Linked DNA regions of Sus scrofa: region 2 is linked to region 1. A link is a contact called in public HiChIP or PLAC-seq data. All regions are on one chromosome and are shown on one strand. Each heading gives the region's core, a stretch centred on a gene start, on an enhancer-like site or on the middle of the called end of the contact. The rest is flanking DNA. Distances are from core to core; before and after follow the strand shown. Region 1 has its middle 19 kb from the start of HIPK3. Region 2 holds the start of CSTF3 (cleavage stimulation factor, 3' pre-RNA, subunit 3, 77kDa).

Region 1 (6,567 bases), core at 1,666-4,165:
ATCCTGTGTTGCTGTGGCTGTGGTGTAGGCCAGAAGCTACAGCTCCGATTCTACTCCTAACCTGGGAATCTCCACATGCCACCAGTGTGGCCCTTAAGAAAAAAAGAAAAAAAAGATCTGAGTCTTAGAGTTCCCATCGTGTCTCAGTGCTAAGGAATCCAACTACGATCCATGAGAATTCAGGTTGGATCCCTGGCCTCACTCAGTAGGTTAAAGACCTGGCATTTCTGAATGCTCTGTCGTAGGTCACAAATGGGGCTCTGATGGCTCAGATCCAGAGTTACTGTGGCTGTGGCATAGCCCTTTGTCGCCATAGGTCTGTTTTGACCCCTAGCCCAGTAATTTCCATATGCTACGGGCGCAGCCCCCAAAAGAAAAACAAACAAACAAACAAACAAACAAACAAAAAGAAAATCTGACTCTTTAAAGGCTTCTAGTTTTTGAGTTAACAATTTTCATTCAGAATAGAACAAAGCACTGTTTATTTATTTTTCTTTGCAAGGTGCCTGTATTTATATTTCTGTTCTTTTCCCTTTTTTTGGCTGCAGCCGTGGCTTGCAGAAGTTCCTGGCTCAGAGACCAAATCCCCGCCACAGCAGCAGCCCTAGCTGCTGCATGACAATGCCAGATCCTTAACCCATTGAACCACGGGGGAACTCCAATATATTTCTATAACATTTTGGTTAAGAGACTGAGCTCTGGCACCTGACTACCTTGTTTGAAGCCCTGGCTTCACTACTTGCTCTCTGTGTTGTGAATTCTATTCTCTGTGCCTCCATTTCTTATTTCTTTTTCTTTTTTTCTTTTTTTGTCTTTTCTTGAGCCACTCCTGCGTCATATGGAGGTTCCCAGGCTAGGGGTCCAATCGGAGCTGTAGCCATCGGCCTATGCCAGAGCCACAACAACTCGGGATCTGAGCCACGTCTGCAACCTACACCACAGCTCACAGCAACGCCGGATCCTTAACCCACTGAGCGAGGCCAGGGACCAAACCCGCAACCTCATGGTTCCTAGTCGGATTCGTTAACCACTGTGCCATGACAGGAACTCCCCGTTTCTTTATTTCTAAAAAGGGAATAGTTGAAAATTCTCATGTGGTGCAGATTAGGGATCTGGCATTGCCACAGATGTGGCACAGGTTTGATCCCTGCCTGGCCCAGGAACTTCCACATGCAGGAAGCACAGCCAAAAATAAAAATTTTTTTAATTAAAAAATAAATAAAAAGGGAATAGTTAAATCTATCCTCAGAATGTGATCATGAGATTCATATTACTATATACGTCTTAGCACAGTGTCTTTGACAAACAGTAAATGACATGAAAAGTGTGTGTTAAACTTTGAGGTGAAAGGAAAAACGGTTCCAGTTTCCAAAGAGTTTGAACTCTTTTTTTTTTTTTTTTTGTCTTTTTAGGGCCACACCCTTGGCATATGGAGGTTCCCAGGGTAGAGACTGAACTGGAGCTGCAGCTGCCGGCCTACGCCACAGCCACAGCAACGCCAGATCCAAGCCTCATCTGCGACCCACACCATAGCTCACAGCAATGCCAGATCCTTAATCCACTGAGCAAGGCCAGGGACAGAACCTGCCTCCTCAGTGATACTAATCAGACTTGTTTCCAATGAGCCACATTGGGAACTCAAAATATATGTGTATTTTTTTTTCCTTTTTTTTTTAGGGCCGCACCCACGGCATATAGATCTTCCCAGGCTAGGGGGCTAATCAGAGCTGCAGCTGCCAGCCTACACCACAGCCACAGCAAGGCCAGATCCAAGCCACATCTGTGACCTATGCCAGAGTTCATGGCAACGCCGGACCCTTAACCCACTAAGCGAGGCCAGGGATCGAACCCACAATCTCACGGTTCCTAGTCTGATTCATTTCCACTGCACCACGATGGGAACTCCTCAAAATATTTTTTAATTTGAGGATTTCTTAGCAGTCATTCCTATAAAATTCTTTTGATTATTTTGTTTATACAAAATATTTATATTTGCTTGACATACATAATTTCTTTATAAACAATAATATATAATCTATTGGAGAAAACCCAATTAAATAGGACGTACTTAATTACAGTTCTTTAGAATCTGAAGAACGCACTAATTTACTAGATACTAATGACTTCTCAGCATGGTTATGCTTTCTTCATTCATCTTTACTGAACACTTGTATTTGCTAAACACCTAAAGAAAGTATAATTGAGCTGCTAATACCAGGCTTCACATCAGAACTGCAGATATTTGGAGTTCCCATCATGGCTCAGTGGTTAACGAATCTGAAGATCCCTGGCCTTGCTCAGTGGGTTAAGGATCCCTGGCCTTGCTCAGTGGGTTAAGGATCTCACGTTGCCGTGAGCTGAGGTGCAGGTAGCAGACGCAGCTCGGATCCTGTGTTGCTGTGGCTCTGGCGTAGGCTGGTGGCTACAGCTCCAATTGGACCCCTAGCCTGGGAACCTCCATATGCTGTGGGAGCGGCCCTAGAAAAGGCAAAAAGACCAAAAAAAAAAAAAAAAAGCTTCAGCTTTTAAAGAACACACTTTGCCCTGTTTACCTTCCCCACTGAATTTATACAGCTTCCAGAACCATCCCATATTCCTAAGGTTTCCCACCAATGTGGTACTACTCCTTTGGCTCCATCCCTCTCCGAGTAGTGCTCTGTGCTTCGTTTTTTTGTTTTTTGTTTTTTTTTTTATTCTGTTCATCAAAACTTCCCTGTCCTTTGTCCTATTCTTGCAGGGTCTTGTTACAAAAGTTACCTAATTTAATAAAATAATTGTAGTAGGAAATCAATAATTCCTTCTCTTCAGTATTTGATTGGAAAGTCTATTGCTAGGAGTACTCAAAACCCTGGGAACCAAGAACGCTATGTCATTCTTGGACAATTCTCTTCCAGATGTTGACTCTGACAAGTTATTTTACCCCCAGTGAATCATGAGAGGGACAATCACTCTTACAAAGCACCAGAATGAAGTGGGAGGGAAGGACAACCTAGGCAAAATTTAGATTGGCTAAAATGTATTTTCAGTTTGGAAATCTATTGTTAATTTGCACAACATGTTCTGATGGCAAAATGACTTCCTAAATTTGAACTTGAAGTTGACACAGAGAGAAGCAATCTGATACCTCTGTTGCAACCAGCCTATTTTCAACAGTCAGAAAAACAAACTCAAATAAAATGTATCTCTGAGTTTTTGATAGGGTACCGCTGAAAGACTGACATCACTTTTTCTTTTCTTATGCTTTTAATGCTCTATGAAACCACTTTCTGGGAATTGTGCTCCTTTACTTATTATGACTATGGAAGGCATATAGATCTCACAGGGATCCCTCAATGTCTGGAAATTTGCAGTTTCTGATAAGAGCTGGAAATTTCTATTTTAAGTGGAGGTTTGGTAAGCAGCCGTGATAAATGTTTACTAAATTGATTTGATTGCTGCTGATTTCCATATTCTGCTTTTGAGTTGAAGCTTAAATATTTGACAACTTTAGAATGTGGAATTCACAACCAACAAATAAAGAAGCCATTTTTGAAAATTTCTCCAACATTTTAAAAAACAGTAATAAGCATTTTGAATTTATGGAAGGCATTTGTTTCAACAAACTGGGCTGTGGTCTCAAATGGGAAGACGATTTCTGATAACTGGATGTCTTAGCTATGTCACTTTTATGATAAAAAGTGATATAATCTTTTAGGTATCTTTTGCCAAGAAAAGAACTACAGAGTAATGCTAAGTTGGAATAGACTACTTGGTAAATGATTCTTCAAAATGCAAATGCTTACAGGTAGTATTCTTTTAATAAATTAACTGGTAAAATAGGAACATACATATCGCTGTGGCTATATAAGTTGCATTATTTGCAAGGCCCAAACAAGAAAATAAAAAAGAGGAGTTCCCATCGTGGCTCAGTGGCTAACAAATCTGACTACGAACCATGAGGTTGCGGGTTTGATCCCTGGCCTTGCTCAGTGGGTTAAGGATCCAACATTGCTGTGAGCGATGGTGTGGGTCGCAGACGTGGCTCGGATCCCGAGTTGCTGTGACTGTGGTATAGGCTGGTGGCTACAGCTCTGATTAAACCCCAAGCCTGGGAACCTCCACATGCCGCGGGAGTGGCCCTAGAAAAGTCGAAAAGACAAAAAAAGAAAAGAAAAGAAAAAAGAGATGAGTCAAGATGACTTGTTTGTTATCAGTGAATTAAAATGTATTATAAAGATAATGTGTATATATATATATATATATATAGTCTTTTCTAGGGCCACACCTGTGGCATATGGATGTTCCCAGGCTAGGGGTCTAATTGGAGCTGTAGCCACCAGCCTACACCACAGCCACAGCAACTCAGGATCCGAGCCGCGTCTGTGACCCACACCACAGCTCACGGCAATGCCGGATCCCTAACCCACTGAGCAAGGCCAGGGATCAAACCCACAACCTCATGGTTCTTAGTCGGATTTGTTAACCACTGAGCCATGACGGGAATTCCTAGTGAGTATATTTTTTTTAATACACCTATTTCAGGTCCTATCTCCTGCAAAGCAGACATCAAGTGAGAATTAGCAGGGCAAGAAATTTATTAGGGATAAGGCCTATGAAAGATAAAGAGAAGAGAACAGAAGTTAGTCTGTGATGAAGGTCTGACACCTGTGAGAGGAGAGAGAAGAACAGAAAATTGATTAGGAAGAACTTTGGGCTGTCCCATGGTTCTGAGAAAGTCTTGGCCTTTGCAATGGGCACTGTGATACAAAGATTGCCAAGAGAGGGGTTCTGTGTTTATTACTGAAACTTGGGACTGTTCACCTGATGACCTAACTGCAAAGCCAATTCACTGACATTGGGTCGTGGTGAAGGAAAGAGTTTGCTGCAAGGCACCCCATGTAGATCCAATTAAGAAGAATGGGCAGCTCATATTCAAATGACCTTAACTCCTCAGTGATTTTCAGGAAAGGGTTTTTTGTTTTTTGGTCTTTTTAGGGTGGCACCTGTGGCATAAGGAATTTCCCAGGCCAGGGGTCAAACCGGAGTTGCAGCTGCCAGCCTACACTACACCCACAGCAATGCCAGATCCAAGCTGCATCTTTGACCTACACCACAGCTCACGGCAACAGGATCCTTAACCCACTGAGTGAGGCCAGGGGTCAAACCCCCTTCCTCATGGATACTAGTTGGGTTTGTTACTGCTGAGCCACAACAGGAACTCCCAGGGAAGGGTTTTTAAAGGCAGTTTGAGGGAGAGGGTTGAGAGGTCTGTAATCATCTCACGCTCAATTCTCTGACTGCTGGTGGTGAGGAAACAGGTTGATGTTTCACGAATCTCAGTTATCAGGCTTCTGGTTCCAACTGGTTTGGGGTCTATGAGCTGGTGGTCAGCATACAGTTAATTTTCTCCAGCTGGTGGGGTTTTCGCATCTGCAAAGCAACTCAAGTATATGGCTCAGGATATTATCTATAGGCGAGGAAGGAAAGGTATTCAGCTTTGTTTTATGGCTAAACTATCATAATTTTGTCTTGCATAACTGTTTTCTTTTGTTTCTGCATTTTCTCACTTCTCTGATTAAATTTGCTCTTTAGAACTCAGAGATGGTGTAGAAGGCTAAAGCTTTTCTACAAACAAGAGTTGGGGAGAGGAGTTCCTGTTGTGGTGCAGCAGAAATGAATCTGACCAATATCCGTGAGAACTTGGGTTTGATTCATGGCCCCACTCAGTGGGTTAAGGATCTGGTGTTGCCATAAACTGGTGTAGGTGGTAGATATAGCTCAGATCCAGAGTGGCTGTGGCTGTGGCCGGCAGCTGTAGCTCCGATTTGTACCCCAAGCCTGGGAACTTCTATAGGCCACAGGTGCGGTTATAAAAACAAGAAAAAAAAAAAAACAAAACAGGTGGGCTGAGAAGTTCCTGCTATGGAGCGGCAGAAATGAATCCGACTAGGAACCATGAGGTTGCAAGTTTGATCCCTGGCCTTGCTCAGTGGGTTGAGGGTCGGACATTGCTGTGAACTGTGGAATAGGTCACATACGTGGCTTGGATCTGGCGTGGCTGTGGCATAGGCCAGCAGCTGCAGCTCCGATTCAACCCCTAGCCTAGGAACTTCCACGTGCCGAGGGTGCAGCCCTAAAAAGACAAAAAAAAAAAAGGTGGGCTGAAATCTTTCTATACTGAGTTTTTGATTTCTTATTACGAATGTACATAATATAAGGGAAAAAGAATTGTGTGGAACTCGGGTGAGGATTATTGATGTTTCCTTATTTAAAATGATATTTTTCTTTATAATATATTGAATTATTATCTACGAGGACATTAAATTTTTACAGTGATGATCTTGTGAAATAAAATAACACTTGTTTTTTTTTTGCTCTTTTAGGGTCCCACCCCTACATATGGAAGTTCCCAGGGTAGGGGCTGAATCAGAGCCAGAGCTGCTGGCCTACTCCACAGCCACAGCAACACAGGATCTGTGCTGCGGCTCACAGCCCATGGCAATGAGGATCCTTGATCCACTGAGCAAGGTCAGGGATCTAACCTGCATCCTCATGGATACTAGTTTGGGAACTCCAAAATAACACTTC
Region 2 (6,567 bases), core at 2,042-4,541, 64 kb before region 1:
AGCAAGGCCAGGGATGGAACCTGCATCCTTAGAGAGACAGTGCTGGATTCTTAACAGCTGAGGCACAATGGGAATTCCTTAATCATGTTACTCTTCAAGGTTTAAGTTATTTAATTACCATTTCAAGTAAAGATGAATAATATAGTATCTGAGATTTACTTCAAAGTAATGGGGTGGGAAGAGTAAGTAAAAGTACAGAAAAAAGGAGAAAACAATTTAGCTGTGAGTTGAAACTCTAACACAGGAACATCACATCTTACATTATTTTCTCTTTCGGCCGCATCTACGCTGCTGGATACTTAACACACTGGGCCACATAGGAACCCCTATACTATTCTTTTTTCTTGCATGTTTGAAATGTATCTTTCACAAGTTTAAAAGTTTATATGAAGATGACTATTTTGTTGGTATTGTCTTTTAGACAGATGGAAAAAATAAAGGAGGCATCATAAAGGCCAGGACAAGTTAAGAGTCGATAAGGAGAGGGAGACAGACAGACACCTCATGAATTCAGATACTCAAATCTTTAAAGAGAACAGGAGAAAAAAAAAAAAAAAGGAATTTCTTCTTTGCAGAAAAATGAGCCATTAAGTAGAGACATAATAGATTTTTTTTTAAAACCACCACTTGCCACCTCCAAGGAAATAACTGACTTTTTCAAGGACTATCATTTGATGATAATAACTAGATAAACGTTTACTGAGGAACACAGTTATCAATCCAGATTACTAACTGCAAAGGAGAAAAATAATCCTTTACAAAGAAGAGATACAGCAGTCACTACCCTAACCAAGTGACCAAATTTAACCACTACAAAAAGTCGAACAACCTAGCATTAAGTGCCTCTTAATGTGAGGTACAGTCTTTAACCCAAAAATATTTAACCTGAATACTAACAAAGCTCTGAGTTTAGTCATAACCATAATTTTCAGGAAATACATAAGATGAGGGGACACATTAAATGACACCACACACATACTCAAATCAAAAAAACTCAAAAAATGAGTTCTCTACAAGAAAACTGTTCTGGATTCTTCAAATAAATATCTTTGGGGAGGAGTTCCCGTCGTGGTGCAGTGGTTAACAAATCCGACTAGGAACCATGAGGTTTTGGGTTCAGTCCCTGACCTTGCTCAGTGGGTAAAGGATCCGGCATTGCCGTGAGCTGTGGTGCAGGTTGCAGACTCGGCTTGGATCTGGCGTTGCTGAGGCTCTGGTGTAGGCTGGGGGGTACAGCTCTGATTCGACCCCTAGCCTGGGAACCTCCATATGCCGCTGGAAAAGGCAAAAAAACGAACAAAAAAAATATATCTTCGGGGACAAAAAAACGAAGGGACTATTCAAGAAACATAACCAAATGAGACAATGTAAACCTAGATTAGAGTCTAATTTAAAAAACAAAAACAAAAACCTATGAATCACATTCTTAGGACCAACTGGGGAAATCTGAATACCACTGAAGTTTAGAAATGATACAGTATTGCTATTTAATCTTCTTAGGTGGGAAATCATATAATGGTTACATAACAGCATTAATACCCTTATACTATATAAGAAAATACTGAAATGGGGGGCTGAATATATGTTGACTTAGTTTCAAATAAATAAGTACAAGGAGATAAAGCAAATGGCAAAACGTTCAACAATTGTCACTCCTAGGTGAAAAACTGCACTGTAGGTATTCACTGTACTTTTCCTTATGTCCTAAACCTTGCACAAGAAAACTTACAGGTGAAATTTTTCTCTGTAAATTTTTACTACTTTCTCTCCCATTTAAAACACCACAGTTCTGAAATGAAAAGTCATGGCAATATTTCACAGAGTTTACAATTTTAGATAAATTTAAGAATTAACAATGAATTCCGGGTAACTTACAATGAAATCCTCAGTATTACCCCTCGACTTTCACATGACAAAACATGAACCCAGAAAAAGGGTTAGTATACATAAAAAGATTTGACGTAATTTTTAAGACCTTGTGTTCTTGGGAATTCTAACAGCATGTAAAATGTAAACACTGTGAAATTTTCAGGACTGAAATTAGTCAACGAGCAAACACAAAAATTCAGTTTAGCCATACTTTCCCAATATAATAAAATTTAGTTATCCAGAATGTTGAATAGAAATGCTCCAATTCTGTCGCTATCTTGTCAACCTCCAAAAACAGCCCCCACATCATAAGCTGGCCTCTTGAAAACCGAAAACTTAAGTGTATTTTGTTGCTATGGCAATGCGAAATTTCAGGAAATTGAGACTCTGCATGCTAGCTAGCCTCCCTCCATTTTAAAACTATTTACCTAAACATACCAGACTTAAATCGAAAATAAACTGACATCTTCCATAAAGTATGTCTCCTCTTTCAAAATAAAAAGGCAATTCTCTCCTACAAAACTAAAGAGCAAAAGAAGAAAAATCATTTAACTAAAAACCTGAATCTTAAAATACTTAAAAGTCACAGTACTAAAACAGATGGCCAAAACAGACTTCTCGTTTCCGATTTATCAAATTCTACAACTACTTTTGCGGTTTGAAAATCCAAAATGAAATGTTGATAGAACAGAGAAAAGGGAGCAGGAGAAAGCCACAAAATTCCCAAATCTCAACACAGCCATGCTCTCTACTCCTAAACTACTTCCTTCTTCATTCGCTCTGCCAAGAATCTTATTTCCCTAGAGTTTCAACTCAAATTATTTCTCAAAATAGCGATTTACTTCTGGATATACCACAAAGGCGGTGAAGGAGACACTGTCAAGTTTTTCGAGAACAGCAAGAACACGTTAAAATAATCAATCCCTAATCCCTTAACACCAAATGGTATTAAAAGAAGAAATCTCACTGGGGTAGTCCCAGGACCAAAACGGGACGAAGCAGCTGCCCGGCTATTGTGTGAATCAAATATTTGTTCATATTAACGCCCAAGACAGAGAAGCCAAAAGAGTTTTAAATCTCAGCTCTTTCCCCATTCCCACCGTTCTTCGGTACCCGGTCCTGCGGGTTCATTAAACCCCTAATTCCTTCCTCAAGCGAACATGGCTGGAGTACTCGGACGAACACAGACGTGGAGAGAAAAGGTCGCCACGAGGCCCCACCACTCTCCTTCCTCACCTGCTCCGTGGCTCCGTCTCCTGACATGGCCTCAGTCGATTAGAACGTGCGAACTGGCCCGCGATGCCAAGCTAGAAAAGAAAAATTAAACAAAAAACCTCCCCCAAGCCAGAAAAGTTGCCCCCTGCCCTGCGGAGCCAGACCGCCAACACGAATCGCCACCGCCCACTCAGATATGAATTAAAATGGCTGCGTCCCTGCCGGCCGAAGAAGGAGGTGTGGCTTCCCGCATTAACTTCCGGGGCAGTGGGCGGAGTTAAGAGCGAAACTCCCTGGTTACTCAATCGCGCAGAAGCAGGAAGATGCCAGGGGCGGGCCCAATGCGTGTACTGACGTCAAGGCCCGGGGTTGGAGAGGCTGTTGCTGAGCTGGCTGCAACCGGCTAGGAGGCGGGAAACTGTTTCTCCGGGAAGTTCGCGCGCCTTTTGGAATTTAATTATCATGCTGAGGAGCTGGACTCTCCTCTCTTGAAGATTGCCAATCAATTCAATTCAAGCAAACTGGCCATTTTAGGGAGCAAAGCTAAGTGTTAAATGGCTCCTATGTTTTGGAAATAGGAATCCATGAAGTTTTCTATGGTCTCAGCTAATGCTTTTCACACTTTGGGGGTATGAGAGTGACTGATCGAGAGCATTAATATTTATACCGTCACTGGTTACTGTTGTGTCTAAGGCTTGTTATGTCCGTAAGGCATGGGTTTTAAGCTCCGCATCCCATCATAGTTCTGGAGCCAGACTGCATTCTTTTGAATCCTGGCTTATCTCTCTCTAGTGGGTAACCTTGGGCAGTTTAACATCTCTGTGCCTCAGATTCTTTGCCTATAAATAGAAATAACAATAGTACCTGCAGTTTAAATAAGTTATACATGGAAAAGTACTTGGCACAGTACCTGACATAGTCAAAAACAAGTGCAACTAAGTCTCAAAACTCTTTTCCAATCAAGGATCATCACAAGACTTCTTCCACCCTCTGTCTACAGTGGCCTATGGCCCAAAGTAAACAAACCTTTCCCTTACACTCTTTACTCTTTTCAGTGTCCCATGCCTCTGCTCCTATTTCCACCTCTGCCCTTTTCACAGCCTAAATTCTTATCCTTCCAAGTAATCAGACACATGAGCAGAAGATGTATAGTGGAGATGTTTTTTACACCATCCAACAATAGAAGACTAGATAAACATGACAATTCCATCCTTGACCGCATGCTCTGTAGTTCCCTTGTCCTATGTTCCAAGACTCCTAGTGGATGCCTGAAACGGAATAGTATCAAACCTTATATATACTGTTTTTTCCTGTACATACATACCCATGATAAAGTGCAATTTATAAATTCTGAACACTAAGAGATTAACAATAATTAAAAAGCGATTGTAGGGAATTCCTGTCCGTGGCTTATTGGTAATGATCTCCACTAGTATCCATAAGGACGCGGGTTTGATCCCTGACCTCACTTAGAGGATGGGAGATCCGGCGTTGCTGTGAGCTGTGGTATGTCACAGACATGGCTCAGATCCTGAGTTGCTGTGCCTGTGGCATAGGCCGGCAAATGTAGCTCTGATTCAGCCTCTAGCCTGGGAACCTCCATGTGCCTTGGGTGCGGCCCTACAACGAAAAAAAAAAAAAAAAAAAAAAATTGCTATAAAAGTTATGTGAATGTAGAGTTCCCGTCGTGGGGCAGCTGAAACAAATCCGACTAGGAACCATGAAGTTGCGGGTTTGATCCCTGTCCTCAGTGGGTTAACGATCCTGCGTTGCTGTGGCTGTGGTATAGGCCGGCAGCTGTAGCTCTGATTAGACCCCTAGCCTGGGAGTCTCCATATGCTGCGTGGGAGTGGCCCTTAAAAAAAAAAAGAGGAAAAGTTATGTGAATGTGTATGCTCTTTTTCTCTCTCTCAAAATATCTCATAGGGAGTTCCCATCATGGCGCAGTGGTTAACGAATCCGACTAGGAACCATGAGGTTTGGGGTTCAATCCCTGGCCTTGCTCGGTTGGTTAAGTGTTAAGTGCCGTGAGCTGTGGTGTAGGTTGCAGACGCATCTCGGATCCCGTGTTGCTGTGGCCCTGGCGTAGGCCGGCGGCTACAGCTCTGATTCGACCCCTAGCCTGGGAACCTCCATATGCCGTGGGAATGGCCCAAGAAATGGCCAAAAAAGACCCCCAAAAAAATATATATATATCTCATTGTACAAGTTGAGTGTCTTTTCCACCTTAACTAAGCGCTTATCACACACTGGCCATAACCTTTGCAGTTTGAGGTCATGACAGCAAAACTAGCATGAATTTATTTTATTTTATTTTGCTTTTGCTTTTTGCTTTTTTAGGGCCAGACCCCTGTTGGAAGTTCCCAGGCTAGGGGTCTTATTGGATCTACAGCTGCCAGCCTACGCCACGGCCATGGCAACTCACAGGATCCAAGTCACGTCTTTGACCTACAGCAGAGCTTACCGCAAAGCCAGATCCTTAACCCACTGTACTAGGCCAGGGATGGAACCCTCATCCTCGTGGATACTGGTCGGGTTCGTTCTGCTGTGCCACAGTGGGAACTCCCAGCATGAATTTATTTTTCCCTCACAATTTCACAGTTGGAAGATTTGTTCTTACCATAGATCATAGCAACCTCTGCACACGATTTTTTTTTAGTAAGGCAAGAACTTTCACATTTTCACTTAAAGAAAGCATTTTACAGCTTCTCTTTGGCATATTCAACTTGCTAGCATCACTACTTTTGCCTTTGGGGGACGTTATGAAGTAAAATAAGGGTCACCTGAACACAAGCACTATGATACCTGGACAGTCAATCTAATAAACAAGAGGGCTACGTGGCAACAGATTTCATCTCACAGAACACAGATCAACACAGAATTTAAAACTTGAGTTCTCTTGTGGTGCAGCAGGTTAAGGGAGTTATGGAATCTGCCACTGTCACTGTAACAGCTTGGGTTGCTCCTGTGGAGTGGGTTTGATTCCCCAGCCCAAGAACTTCCACATGCCTCGGGTGCAGCCAAAACAAAAAACAAAAAAAACTTTATGAATTTTTTATTCTTGGAATTTTCCATTTAATTTTCAGAACGAGATTGATCACAGGCAACTGAAACTGTGGACAGGGAAGTGGGGCTAGAGGACAGGGGAACCACTGTATATCACAAGACATCTCTACAATGTAGAGATGGGTACAGCCAAAAAAAGATTCATTTTATTTTAAAATGTTAAAAAAGCATAATACATGGCTCAAGAATCAAAATTTATAAAGAGTTATTCTCAGAGAAGTTCCACTTCAATCTCTACCCCCTCCACCCACCCAATCCCATTCCCACCTTTTATAGGTAACTTTTATTTTAGTTTTTAATCTTTAATCTTTTTAGTATTTCTTTTTTTTTCTTTTTTCTTTTTGCTGAGGCTCTGTTGTTGGAAGTTCCTGGGCCAGGGATCGAAACTGCACCATAGCAGCAACCCAAACCACAGCA

What was found. HiChIP or PLAC-seq counts read pairs in DNA pulled down with a chosen protein or histone mark.
Region 2: a contact with region 1 is called in an H3K27ac HiChIP or PLAC-seq map of alveolar macrophages. The contact joins the promoter of CSTF3 here to the enhancer-like site in region 1. A contact is called at or near these places in 8 of 47 Hi-C or Micro-C datasets (alveolar macrophages, blood, embryonic fibroblasts and 3 more) and 1 of 2 datasets of contacts at active chromatin or transcription factors (alveolar macrophages).

The regions. Positions count from the first base shown.
Region 1 is chr2:27,701,394-27,707,960 of Sscrofa11.1, reverse strand. No RefSeq gene overlaps it. Among named protein-coding and RNA genes, the nearest start is that of HIPK3, 19 kb to the right of the region's middle. Within about 2 kb of position 2,915, at least 1 of the 83 cell types and tissues checked has an H3K27ac peak or open chromatin away from gene starts, as enhancers often do. A contact at or near this core is called in alveolar macrophages, where this site is marked.
Region 2 is chr2:27,766,181-27,772,747 of Sscrofa11.1, reverse strand. CSTF3 (cleavage stimulation factor, 3' pre-RNA, subunit 3, 77kDa) reads right to left here and starts at 3,291. Exons shown (of 22, transcript NM_001267844.1): 1 at 3,106-3,291. The coding sequence starts at 3,132.